Regions from separate parts of the Rattus norvegicus genome. Here region 1 is linked to region 2. A link is a contact called in public Hi-C data. All regions are on one chromosome and are shown on one strand. The core of a region is the stretch at or near the end of the contact, and the rest is flanking DNA. Distances in the headings are between cores, read along the strand shown.

Region 1 (6,802 bases), core at 2,862-5,361, 140 kb after region 2:
CGACCAGGACAGTCTGCTGAAGGGTTACGGTCTGGTGAGTCATGTCCCAAGTAAAAGTTTGTTGTTGAAATAGTCATGGCCATGTCAAGGACCCCAGAGCCACAGATCCATGGAGGACTGGAAAAGCCTTCCTTCTGGGTAAAGCCCAGAGACAACCAGCAGAGCTTTTTTTAGCGACCAAATGCAAGCATTGATAGTGTGTGCAGAAAGTGCCCGCATAGTTTTCTCTCCCCAGGTACTTACAGCCTGCTCCTCTACAGAGCCTGCTCCTACCTAAACCTGTCTCCTCCACCCAGCTGCACACCACAAACCCCGCCTCCTCGTCTGGCTGGGTGCGTAGCCTTGTCTTTCTGTTCCACTTTATGAAGGCCCAAGCTTCTGGGTGCTGCTTCCTTCTATCCGAGAGTGCAGACCACCCAGCCCTGCTGTGTCTGTCCTTCTGTCTTTTCTACATTCCTTCGCTGCTCCAGCCATGCCCAAGTCTCTGGATCCATTCTGCTTTTATGTCCCATATGTCCATTATGCTATTGTGTTACATAGTTACCTCCACAGGTCCCAGGTACCTCCATAGTTACCCAGGTCCACAGTTTATTTTAGGGTCACTCTTGGTTTTACGTATTCTAATGGCCTGGACAAATGTATGATGACAGGGACCCATCATTTTGGGGTCAGACGGGGCAGTCCCACTGTGCTTAACCTGTGTCCATCAGTCTTAGTTAGGGTTTTACTGCTGTGAACAGACACCGTGACCAAGGCAAGTTTTCTTTTTTAAAAAAAAGTTATTTATTTATTTTCATATGAGTACACTATAGCCATCCACAGACACACCAGAAGAGGGCATCAGATCCCATTACAGATGGTTGTGAGCCACCATGTGGTTGCTGGGAATTGAACTCTGGACCTTTGGAAGAGCAGTCAGTGCTCTTAACCTCTGAGCCATCTCTCTAGCCCAAGGCAAGTGTTATAAGGACAACATTTAATTGGGGCTGGCTTACAGGTTCAGAGGTTCAGTCCATTAACATCAAGGCGGGAACATGGCAGCATCCAGGCAGACCTGGTGCAGGAGGAGCTGAGAGCTCTACATCTTCATCTGAAGGCTGCTAGATGAATACTGACTTCCAGGAAGCTAGGAGGATTGTCTTAAAGCCCATAGTGACACACATCTACTCCAACAAGGCCACACCTTTAAATAGTGCCACCACTCCCTTGACCAAGCTTATACAAACCATCACATTCCACTCCCTGGCCCCCATACATTTGTTCAAACACATGAGTCTATGGGGGCCATACCTAAACATAACATAATAAAAAAGCACATTTAATCCAACTTCCAAAGTCCCCATAGTCTATAGCAGTCTCAATAACGTTAAAGGTCCAAAGTTCAAGGTCTCTTCTGGGATTCATCCAATCACTTAACCGTAATCCCCAAAGCAAGACAGGAAACCAGCTGGGCAAACTCCAAACTCTGCATCTCCATGTCTGATGTCAAAGAAGCCTTCAGGGCTCCAACCCCCTTTTCATCTTTGTTGACTGCAACAAACTTCTTCTCCTGGGCTGGTTCCACTTCCTGTTAGCAACATTTCTCAGGAGATATCCTATGGCTCTGGCATCTCAAAAATCTTGGAGTCTTTAAGGCAGCTTCAATGTTACAGCTTCTTGTTCCAATGCCTGGGATCCACACATGCTCTTCTGAGCTCCTCCAAAGGGCTGGTGTCACATGTCTAGCATGTCCTCTGTAGCACTCTAAGCTCAGGATGATCCATTCTACTGCCACTGCTGTTCTTGGTGGTCATTCCATGGTACTGGCATCTCCAGTACTCTGGGGTCTTCTGCTACAGCTAGGCTTCACCAATAGCCTCTCATGGGCTCTCTTCATGGGACTGAGCCACAAATCCTTTGCCTGATCCCTTCAGTCCTGGGCTGTCAACTACAACTGAGGCTGCACCTTCACCAATGACCTTCCCTGGCCTCTCACAGTGCCAAGCCTCAGCTGCTCTTCATGACCCCTTCATGCCTTCAAAACCAGTATCACCTGGGTAATTCTTACACATTACCAAGTCCAGCTGCAGCACGAGGTACAACCTTGGCTATCTCTGGAACACAGCTTCTTTGTGCTCCCAGAAAACACCTCCCAGAAGATTTCACCTCAGTGATGCTGGTCTCTTCTTAATCACACTAATTTCTTAGCTCCAGCTCACCAGCGTCAGTTGTCCTAGTGGTCCCTTCTATTCTGGACTCTAAAGCCAGGGCCACATGGCCCAAGCTGCTGAGTTCTGCTGCTTCCTGGGGCTGGAACATCCTCCCCCAGGTCCCCTTGTTCTATTATTTCTGTTTTCCAACTCTCTCACTGCCTATGCTTGGCTTTCCTGGAACTAGCTCTGTAGATCGACTGAGAGATCTGGGTGGCTCTGTCTCCTGTGATGCTGGGATTAAATGTATGGTCCACCATATCTGGAGTTAAGCTTTTCTTCACTAGTTTGTCCCAGGCTGGCCTAGAACTCAGAGATGTTTGGCTTTGTCTCCTGGGACTAAAGGTATGTACAACCATGTCTGGTTCTAAACTTAGCTGGGTAGGATCATGCCCCCCAAACCCCCTAATCTGCTATTTCCTAGAATAGGATTCAGCTCTATTTCACTTCCTGGTGCCCCTTTAATACCATATATTTTATATTTTTCCTTTCTAAGCTTGCTATGCTTGCTTAAAACACTCTTCAAGAGACTTAAACAGAGAACAAAGTGTCTGCTGGGCTTTTTTGAGACTTTCTTTGTCAATGCAATTAACACATTTCTCTTTACCTCAGACTCAGGTAAATGCTTCAGACAGGGCAAAAAGCAGCCACATCCTTCACCAAAATACCACAAAAGCAGAGAACTGTTACCTGGTCCTCTGTAAGAATAGCAAGTGAAGACTATTCTCATGACACCTCTGAATATTCTCCTAGCAAAGATTGTCTCTAGAGTCTAAGCAGCAAGAAGGGATTGTAAGGACTATCAAATAACCCTAGAGAATCCGAAGTGTGTGTTCAGCTTGCCTTCTCACCAGAGCACAGAAGTGTCAAGGCCTATAACCACTATCGTCAGTTCTATCTTTTGTCCATACGCTACATCCGACTTGTTTTTAAAGCAATCTGTTAAAAGCAGTCACCAGATCTTTAACAAACTCTATGGATCAGTAGTGAGATTCAGAACATTATGTGCGTATTGTTAGTTTAGATTCTTTTTTAAAGCGACTGCTTTAAAATGGAGCTGTGGGGTTAATGTTTTACTCTCTATAGCATATTGTGAAGGTTTTGTTTTGTTTTGTTTTTTTTCCTATCAGTCTTTCCCACTAGTACTTTTTTAGGTTTTGTTTTTGTCTTGAAACAGGCTCTTTCTACATAGCCCTGACTGTCCTGACACTCTGTAGACCAGGTTGGCCTTGAACTCACAGAGATCCACCTGTCCTGCCTCCAGAATGCTGGGGTTAAAGGAATGTACCACCACGCAACTGGGTTTGCTTCTCTTGTATTTCGCTTTACGTAAAAAGAGCCCAGTTCATCACAGCCCCAAAACAGATGGTTTCACCCCATCACCTACGGAAATGGTATCATTTGGCTGCAGGCCTTGCAGTACCTGTCTACCTTAGCGGTCCATATAAAATCAGTCCAGTCGGTTTGTCATCACTATGACTACCTTGTTCATATTTTTACATGTCGTGTGAATATTCTTAAGCTTTTCGTCTTCGCTACACATTTTCATCATTACGCATGAAAATGTCACGTTACGCTTACTTGGACAGTGAACGTGTAAGAAAACAAGACTTGGGGTTGGGGATTTAGCTCAGTGGTAGAGCGCTTGCCTAGCTAGCGCAAGCGCAAGGCCCTGGGTTCGGTCCCCAGCTCCGAAAAAAAGAAGAAAAAAAAAAAAAAAAACAAAACAAGTTTCCCCCCCCCCCACAGACGCCTGTAGACCATTGCGCATGCGTCCGTCCCGCCCCTCTCCCAGGGCAACACGTACGCGCCGGCGCGCGTGTGGCCACACACATAAGAAAGTGCGCTTGCGCCGAGCGACGCCCCGCCCTGCCACTCGTCCGCTATAAAATCTCGCTCCTTTCCTCGCGAGAGACGACTAGCTCATGCTCGCCGCAGGGGTCGGAGGTCAGGGCGAGCGTCTCCCGGGCCGAAGGAGGAAGATGGCGGTGGAATCGCGCGTTACCCAGGAGGAAATTAAGAAGGAGCCGGAGAAGCCGATCGACCGCGAGAAGGTGCGGGTCGCGGGCGGCTGCGGAGCAGAGGCGGCGGGCCGGCTGGCGGGCGGGCGGGCGCGGCCTGCGGACGGGTGGGCGGGAAGGCCAAATGGCGCGCCAGAGGCTGACTCCCCGCTTCTTTCCAGACCTGCCCGCTGCTGCTGCGGGTCTTCACCACCAACAACGGCCGCCACCACCGAATGGACGAGTTCTCCCGCGGGAACGTGCCTTCGAGCGAGCTGCAGATCTACACCTGGTGAGCCGCGCGGGCCCGGCGCCTTGCGGGCTGCGCCCTCAGGGACTGACAGGGCGGCCTTACTCGCCGTGTAACGCATTTAGGAGTGGGGTGAAACGTTAGGTTACAGTGAACTCACCGGTCTTGCTCTCACCGTGTGGCCTCCTGGTACAGAATGATACGTAGTTTAAAATGCGGCAGAGAAGATGGTAGATGACTGGGAGTCGGCTGTTGAGTATATTATGTTCTCGGAGCGTAGGCAATAGGAAGCCTCAAGTCTGGTAGCACCAAAATATTAAAAAGCACCATCACACCCGAGTCCTTTCTGCTCCGGCCCTCGGTGTAAACGCGTTTGGTGTGTGCTCAGTGAAAACGGCTGTCCAAGTGTTTTATCTCCGAGTACCTGCCTTGCTGCCCACTCAGCTAGGACCGTTACCCGCTTGTCCTTCGTATTGTGTCCGGTTGACACTGATGGCTTTGGGAAAGCAGCAAAGGCTAACTTTAATATATTTTTGTTGTTGTTGTTGTTGCGGTGGTAAGATATACAACACATAATTGGCCACTTAAAACTTTTGAAGGTTTTCTTTTTTCTTTTTTTTTCTCGGAGCTGGGGACCGAACCCAGGGCCTTGCGCTTGCTAGGCAAGTGCTCTACCACTGAGCTAAATCCCCAACCTCGAAGGTCTTCTTCTTAAACCTTTTCACACACTTCACAACCAGGAACTCTGCACCTTTTAAGCAAACGGTAATTTCCTATTGCAAGCGGACCTCTTGAGTTTGAGGCCAGTCAGACTCGAAGAGTCCTTGTCTCAGAAAACAGACAAACAACCCCACCCCAGCCCCAAAACACGAGCTAGTGGTTGAATTTATAAGGGAGAACTTTTAACAGCCTGATGTAAGCCACTTTCTCAATACTACAATTCTCTGTATCTCAACAAATAAGTTTTGCAGCTTGCCAGGACTTTCCTTACATCTCGATGATATCAAGAACTGCTTTTCTATAAGGTGAGCTCAGCTTTCCAGAGAGGGTTATCTGTTTGGAGAGATTGTTCCAGAGCCACATGGATGTCAAAATCTTGGAACGGTAAAGTTTTTTACTTTAAAGACTGTTGTAGTGTTTATTGTCCACACCCTACAGCATCTGCTCTTGGGACTCTCCCTGTGAGAGCCAGCCCTCTGCCAGGGCAACCCAGTCTAGAAAAGCTTCTTTACTTTAAAAGTTGCCTCAAAAGAAACTCAGAATTATATCACTCCAGAGTTTATGCCAGCATTGACATTCACTAGGGGCAAAATGCAAAACGTGAGAGTTAATTGTGGAATAGAATAGGAATTCTGGCTAAGTAAAATTTAGCTGCATAATTACATAAGAAAGTAACTGTCAAAAAAAAAAAAAAAAAAAGAAAGTAACTGTCTTTTTCTCTGAAGTTTTACAACTTATTTGGTTCCACAATGAACTACATACAGTTCTGAAAAAATAAGATTTTACTTGAACTATGCATACTGTGAACTATATATTTTTGTGTCAGTTTTGGTATTATATCTTTCAAATTTTAACTTATTTTTATGTCTATGGACATGGGTGTTTTACTTTCATACATATGTGTGTGCACATATAAACGCCTGGTGTCTACTGAGGTCAGAAGTGGGTGTCAGATCTCTGGAGCTGGAGTTACAAATGGTCGTGAGCTTCGATGTTGGTGCTTGGAGTTGAACTCAGTGCTCCTGTGTCTGAGAGATTGCGTTTTGTCACAGGGATAGTGAGAAATACCTATCTGAAAGGTCCTCCTGGGTATTTTCACTCGTGTGCTGAGTAGGCTGGCGTGGAGATACGCTGTTCACAGCAAACATGCAGTGGGCTCTGCGGTTCTCTCCTTGGTTCAGTCCCATCAGTGTTCTCATTCTGAAGTGTCTTTCTAGGTTCTACTGTTTTTCCCAGCGCTTGGCACAGAACTGTTTCAGGTTTATACTTTGCATTCCACTTACCTCCTGTTGTTGGCAACACCAGTGTAACCGTGAACTAGGCTAAAGGTTTACATTTTCAGTTACTTTGCTCTAGATTGTGCTGTATAAGCACGAGGGCCTATATTTAGTTTTGAGTTCATATGTGTATTTTTAAGTTAATAATGACTTAAGTTGTAAAAGCAGCCTGAAGTTTGTCTTAAAATTTCATGTCCTTGGCTTTAGGATTCAGTCATTTAAAAAAAAAAAAAACTTTTTTTTTTTTTTTGTAAAACATTTTGTTGTTTCTATTGTTATTTTGTGTTGTATGTGAATTGTGTAAGTGCCATACCCCTTAGTCAGAGGACATCTTTTGGAATATTTCTCTCCACGTTTACTTGAGAG
Region 2 (6,694 bases), core at 3,339-5,838:
TGGCACACAGAGATCTCTGTGAATCTGCAACAGCCTGATCTATCCAGGGCTACATAAAATGATCTGGTCTCAAACTGTGCCCTCCCCTCAAAAAACACCCACTGCATATTATTAGATCTACATTTTTTCTTTTTTTCTCCCCTCCCCCCAGATCTACATTTTTTAATTCCATAAAATTTCATTAACTATCATAGAATACCAGTTTACTTGTATAGACTGAATAAATGCAGGAGAAAAAAATTTACGAATTTTTAAGGCTTCTGGAACTCAATGCAAACCTTTTATCATAATTTGTCCTATTTTATACTTCTACCAGCAGAGTCTATTCCCCTCATGTTGACGGTTTAAAGCGCCAGCGTATTACTTGCTTTGGATAATCCTGTTACAACATTCTACTCCTTCCATGCCGGTGCACCCACAGTTCAGTTAGTGTAGTTTCTATGCACACTTTAGTAAGTGGCATGTCGAGTCTGAAGACCCTTCATTTTTGCTTTAAAAATATTCTTGGTGGACAGGTGTGGTGGTGCATGCCTTTAATCCCACCACTTACTTGGGAAGCAGAGGCAGGTGGATCTCTGTTAAGTTCAAGGTGAGCCTAGTCTATGTAGTGAGTTCCAGGACAGGACAGGACAGGATTGTATAGAGACCCTGTCTTAAAATTAAAAACAAAAAAGTTCTTGGTTATTTTCTTGGTTAAGTTCTTGGGTATTCTTCCTGATATATTTTTTGTTTGCTGTTTTTTTATTTTAGTTCTTAGGAACAGGGTCCTCCTACATTGTAGCCTTGGCTGTCCTAGAACTCTCTAGACTAGTCCCAACACAGAGATTCTCCTTCTTCTGCTTCCTAAGTGCTCTAGCTACCATAGCAGGTAGGCCTGTATGTATGTTTTTCTAATGCTAGAGATGTTCCACATGGAGACTGGAGAAACAGCCATTGCTGAAGAGTGGCAGGAACAGCTCAGGGAATTTGTAATTGCCCTCATAGTCCATACTTCTGTATAGCTTGAGTTGTTACTGTTCAGAATGGTATTGCTAGGACAAGTCAGGGATAATTCTCATAGTATATCATCATTGATGAAAAAAATGAATGAATAAATAAAGTAGGAAAAACCATAAAATGTATTGTAAAAGCCAGTGGAAAAGGAAAATATTTAAACTGTTGTGCAGATTACATAAGAAGAGGAAATGGGGTGAGAAATATTTGTATATTGATTTACTTTAAAATAATACAGTCCAGTATTTTTGCTATAATTTGTGATATAATATGTATTTTCGATATCAAGTTTTAAGACTACATTTAGGTAATATGATTAAATTTGAAGCCAAAAAAGCTCTCAATGAAGAGAATGTTAGCATAGGATATTAGCACTGGTTTTACTCTGTAAAACAGCTACCATCCTCAAGCAAATTTGGGACGTGTATTTAAATACTTCTCCAGGCAAGGTGGTACATACCTATAACCCTAGCACTCAGGAGGCTGAGGCAAGGAGACAGAAAATTCAAGGCTAGAATGGACCACAGAGCAAGTTCCAGGACAGGCCCTGTCTCAACACAAAACCCTTTTCCCCCATTGAGTGCAGTGGTATACACTTTAATTCCAGCACTTGGAGGCAGAGGCAGGCCACTTATCTACCCAGGGCATTCCAAGCTAGCTGAGATTACAAAATAAGACCGTCTCAAAACAAAACAACAGCTTCCCATTTCCACAAGGTTTTCAGAAAGTTATCTAACTTTACTTGGTTATCATGACTAACTTACAATAGCCCTTGACCATTCTAGCTCATCTACCTTTAAATGTATTTCCTAGCAAGCAGTGTTTACAGAAAACATCCCCTATTAATACCTTTCAGACAAAAATCTTTTTCCTACCACGTGGTTTTGGGGATCCAACTCAGGTCATACACAGGCTTGGTGGCAAGAACCTTTACCCAGTGACCCATTTCACTAAGCTTTTATATATATCTGTCACCCTATAGGTCTGTTATAATACTTCGTGCTTGACATCTTACTCCATAACCTTAAAAGGACCATATTAAGAAATAACATGTTGGGGGTTGGGGATTTAGCTCAGTGGTAGAGCGCTTGCCTAGGAAGCGCAAGGCCCTGGGTTCGGTCCCCAGCTCCGAAAAAAAAAAAAAAAAAAAAAAAAAAAAAAAAAAAAAGAAATAACATGTTGAACTAAAAATTAACAGTTAAAAATTTATAGGACTGGGCTGGAGAGATGGCTCAGCAGTTAGGAGCACCGACTGCTCTTCCAGAGGTCCTGAGTTCAATTCCCAGCAACCACATGGTGGCTCACAACCATCTGTAATGGGATCTGATGCCCTCTTCTGGTGTGAACAAAGACAGCCGACAGTGTATTCACATAAATAAATCTTTTTTAAAAAAAGTGATAGGATTGTAGCTCATGCCTGTGATGCAGCACTGAAGCCTGAAGCAGGACCACAAAAATGTCAAGGCCAGCATGGGCTACAAACATAATGAGTTCTAACCTAGCCTGAATTCTAAATTCTGAAATGGGAATCTGGTGAACTAAGCAATGGATCAGTTTCATCACTACATTTCTCGTGACCTACTGCTTTGAACCTGTTTCTCTCGACAGTGCAAAGCTACTACAGGCCTCATAATATAGAACCCAAACTCTAGCACTCAACACAACAGTAGTATCATTTTTCTTACCCATCTCTAAACAGTTGATAAAAATTAGCCTTACCAGGAAGAGAAACGATACATTGCCAATCACAAATACTAAGTTCCATCAGGCTAATGCTAAACACCATCAACTGACCTATCAACTTAAACACTGGAGCACTGTTCTTTGGATCCAGAATCTAATTAAAAACAGTACCCTATCCCCTAGGAAATCTGGTATTTTCAGGGGTGCTGTATTTGAGGATTTTGGTAAACTTTTATTAAACTTAAGTTTTTACTCCATACTTTTAAAAGATTTATGTGTTTTATCTGCATGGCCTGAGGAGGTCATCAGATACTCTGAAACTGGAGTCAGGGACCGTTGTAAATCACGTGTACTGAGCAAGGTCCTGGCTAAAGGGACAAGTGCTCTTTAACCCCTGAGCCAACTTCCCAGCCCCTCTTCTCACTTTCTAAAAGCCAAAGCATCTGACATTGTATGTGAAGACAAAACTTAATGGGTAGTACTAATAACTACTCTGGAATTGGCTCAAATATTGTTTTTTAAATGTTTTAACATTAATTTTAATTATGAATATGGGTACATGCATGTCAGTGCAGATGCCCCTGGAACTGGAGTTACAAATTGGCTGAACCAGACATAGGTCCTGGGAAACTGCTCAGGTCCTCTGGAAGAGCAGCATGTACTCTTAACTACTGAGCCGTCTCTCCAGGTCTTAACTAAAATATCTAAATATGATGCTCCAGAACAATCCTTAACACTACCCTTAAAGTAATAAAGTTCAGATTAAAAAAAAAAATCTGGCTGCATTTAGTTGTTAAAAAGTCGGGTTGGGGATTTAGCACAGTGGTAGAGCGCTTGCCTAGCAAGCACAAGGCCCTGGGTTCGGTCCTCAGCTCCGGAAAAAAAAAAAAAAAAAAAGATGTGGGGAAAAGTTGTTAAAAAGTCTAAGTCATTTCAAGTAATAAACCTCTACGTTAAAAAAAAAATCTACAAATGCAGTCGTCATATAATTTACAACCAAAAAAAAAAATGAATGAAAGAAAGAAATCAAGCTGAGCCAGCAAGCATTAAGACACACAGTTTATTGAGTAACTGAACATAGTTTATCCTTACTTTTGCTCCCTGTGTAGAATATTGTTTATAATTCGGACTCGTCCTGCTCAAACACCTTCATCAAACTATTTAGTGGTAGTTGTTAAGACTTCAGCTAATGAGTACCACAGAGTCAGTTTTCCAAAACGCGAAACCCACAAGGAGCTCAGTCTTGAACCAAGTTTTGCCCCAACGACCTTGGTCCTAAAGATTAGCCTCCCTCCCTCCTGCCGGTCCGTCCACGTGCCGCCTGCTGCGGTTACCCAGAACTGCCTGCATGTCAGGCAAAGAGCTAGGGGACCCGGTGCACAAGGGAACCAGGGTTGCTAACAGCACCCAGACTATGCCATCCCTCCCCTAACAGAATCAACTCCCCAGCGTCATGCACACAGTCCCAAGAATGTTCCCTGACCCAAGTCCTGCGGGGTTCATCCCGTGCCTTGCTTGCTCTGCTACCCAGTCTGTCCAGCGCGGTATAAAGCGAAGCTGGGGGCACAGGAAACTCTCCATCTTACACCACTACACCCCAATGCCAGGCTGAGAAACAAGGCGGTCAGGGAAGTACACAGCACTAGAAAGTAAAGAACCAAGAAGGAGGAAAGTAGGATGGAGAAACCTACGCCACGCCACCACCATCTCCACTTCAGGGTTCATCCCAAGGCCCTTCCCGGCCACCAACCCAGCGGACAGCAGGCCTGACCCGGGAGAGCCAGCCGGAGTCCCACTGATCCCGCGGTTCTCCCGGCCCGGCGTCCTCACCATCAGAACTTTGGCCGCGTTCTCCAGCTGAGCGATCACTTCTGGGGGCCCCAGCGCCGCCGCCATCATGGTCTCTCTTCAATGACGCGCCATGCGCTGCATTATGGGAGCAGGCGCCGCAGCCGGCCAATCGCCGCTGCGACCCCGGCGCCTCTCGCGCCTCCGGGGCTGTCGCAGCCGCCGTCGGCGTCGCGCCCTCAGCGGCCTGACGGGACCGCCGAGTCCTGAGCAGCTGAGAGGAGACAAGCGTGATCCCGGTCGCGGCGCTGGAATGAGAGCGGCGGCAGCCGGCACCGGGCGAGGCCGGGCGGTTGGCTCTGTCAGCCGTGGCCGGGCATCCCGCGCGGCTCTGGGCTCTGCGCATGCGTGGTTCCCTGCTGCGTGCGGGCCGCGCGGTCCTGGATCCAAGCCGCGCAGCCCTGTAGCTGCCGGTTACGGTGCGGCTGTCCTGCCGTGCTCTTTTCGCTAGCGTAGGCTGTCCATCGTGGAGCAGGATTTCTTAGCCTTGGAAGCGCTCTCCTAAAGGTGCGCCTACGGCCAGAATCAGCGTTTCGTGCCTCCTGCTCCGTGGTTCCTTCTGCTGTGAGGAAGGGGCATCCGAGGGTGGCTCGCCTGGTTTTCTTGATTGAAATCCTCTCCTTAATCACCTGGCTTCCTGAATCCAGTAAGAGCTCAGCTGTCGACAGCTTTGTGCTTCAGAAGTTATAATAGCAATGCTAAGTACAGAATCTGCGAGAAAAGGTGCGTTGCAGTAACTGCAACGCGCTGTCTTCTCTCCCGTTCTTTAGGGTTTTGTTTTTGTAAGTCTACGTCCAGGGAGGTGAACCTGGCATTTAGCTAGTTCAATGTTCAAAAGAGGTAGTCTAGTTGAAGCATTTTATTGTTTCGACCTGACATCTTCCTTTTCTGAGTTTTGTTGATCGCCTGTTCTGCTTTCTGGGGGTAAATCCACGTTTGTGAGTTCCTTCTGTTGAAGTCTTCCTGGTTTTCCCAGAGATTTGTAAGTCTACCCAGCCCGCTTTTGAGGTTTTGTGTCTCAGAAATAGAATTGCATTAATTTTTAAATGATTTATTTTTAACTTTATGTGCATTGGAGTTTTGTGTGCATGTCTGTGTGAGAGTGTCAGATCCCCGGGAACTGGAGTTATAGACAGTTGAAAGCTGCCTGTGGGTGCTGGGAATTGACCCTGAGTCCCCTGGAGTTGCAGCCAGTGCTTTTAACCAGTAAGCCATCTAGCCCCCAGAATTGCATCACTATTGAAACAGATGTAATTTCTTCTCTTCACCCCACCCACCCTCGGAGCCTTTTAAACAAAAACAAAAACAGGACTTTTCTATTCACGCTGTAGACCAGGCCAGCCTCAAACACAAAGATCCACCTGCCTCTGCCTCCTCTGTGCTGGCATTAAAGGCATGACCAGTTGTATTTTGGTTTTTGTTTGTTTGGTTTGGAGTTTTTTCACATCTGTAGTTTTGAGAGAGTAAATTAGTGATATGTTTTAGTGCTTGAGAAGTAAAGTGCCTTTCATTTCATTGCCAGATGGCAAAGTTGGTTAAAATGCTGTTAATGGTGTTTTTCCTGTTAAGATTTTTGTGAACCTGGGCCAGCCAATTGGCTCAGCAGATAAAGAGCTTGAAGTACTAGGGTGAGGACCTAACTTCAGTCCTAAATGCACAGCAGATAGAGAGAACTGACTGTAAAGCTGCCCTCTGACCTCTGCAACCTTGTCCTCCTCCATACAGCCATAACATACACTGTATTGGTTGGTTTTTATCAACTGGACACACAGGGGAAGGGGTCTTAACTGAAATATTACTTGCATCAAATTAGCCTGTGAGCAAATTTGTGGGGCAGTTTCTTGATTAATGGTTGATGTGCAAAGGCAGGTGCATAAGGGCAAAGCACCAATGCACATTCAAATAAAACAAAACTATCCACTCTGTAAGTAATATTTTTATCTCTTCTCCTACTTTCTAATATTGCATATATGTCTCATGATGTTTTCGCTCTTGTACACTTCTCAGTTAGGTTTTAGGACTGTGTTTATGTTTCTTTAAGGTTGCAGGGAGAAGACAGAAGGAGCCGGGGAATAAGAAGGAGGCAGAAGTTTGGAACAGATTGCCAGAGTTAGTTTGAGGCCAATCAGAGCACTTCAGTCAGGCTAAGAAACCATTTTAATCTGTAAGC

Evidence for each region. Hi-C and Micro-C count contacts between places; a contact is called where the count stands out from the background.
Region 1: a Hi-C map of kidney shows a contact between it and region 2, with 2.6 times the contacts expected there. The contact joins the promoter of Sap18 here to the promoter of Xpo4 in region 2. A contact is called at or near these places in 4 of 12 Hi-C or Micro-C datasets (the A7r5 cell line, Schwann cells, kidney and 1 more).

The regions. Positions count from the first base shown.
Region 1 is chr15:36,054,673-36,061,474 of GRCr8, forward strand. It overlaps Sap18 (Sin3A associated protein 18), which reads left to right and starts at 4,112. Exons shown (of 4, transcript NM_001033685.2): 1 at 4,112-4,243; 2 at 4,372-4,481. The coding sequence starts at 4,115.
Region 2 is chr15:35,918,674-35,925,367 of GRCr8, forward strand. It overlaps Xpo4 (exportin 4), which reads right to left and starts at 4,589. Exons shown (of 23, transcript NM_001395629.1): 1 at 4,507-4,589. The coding sequence starts at 4,575.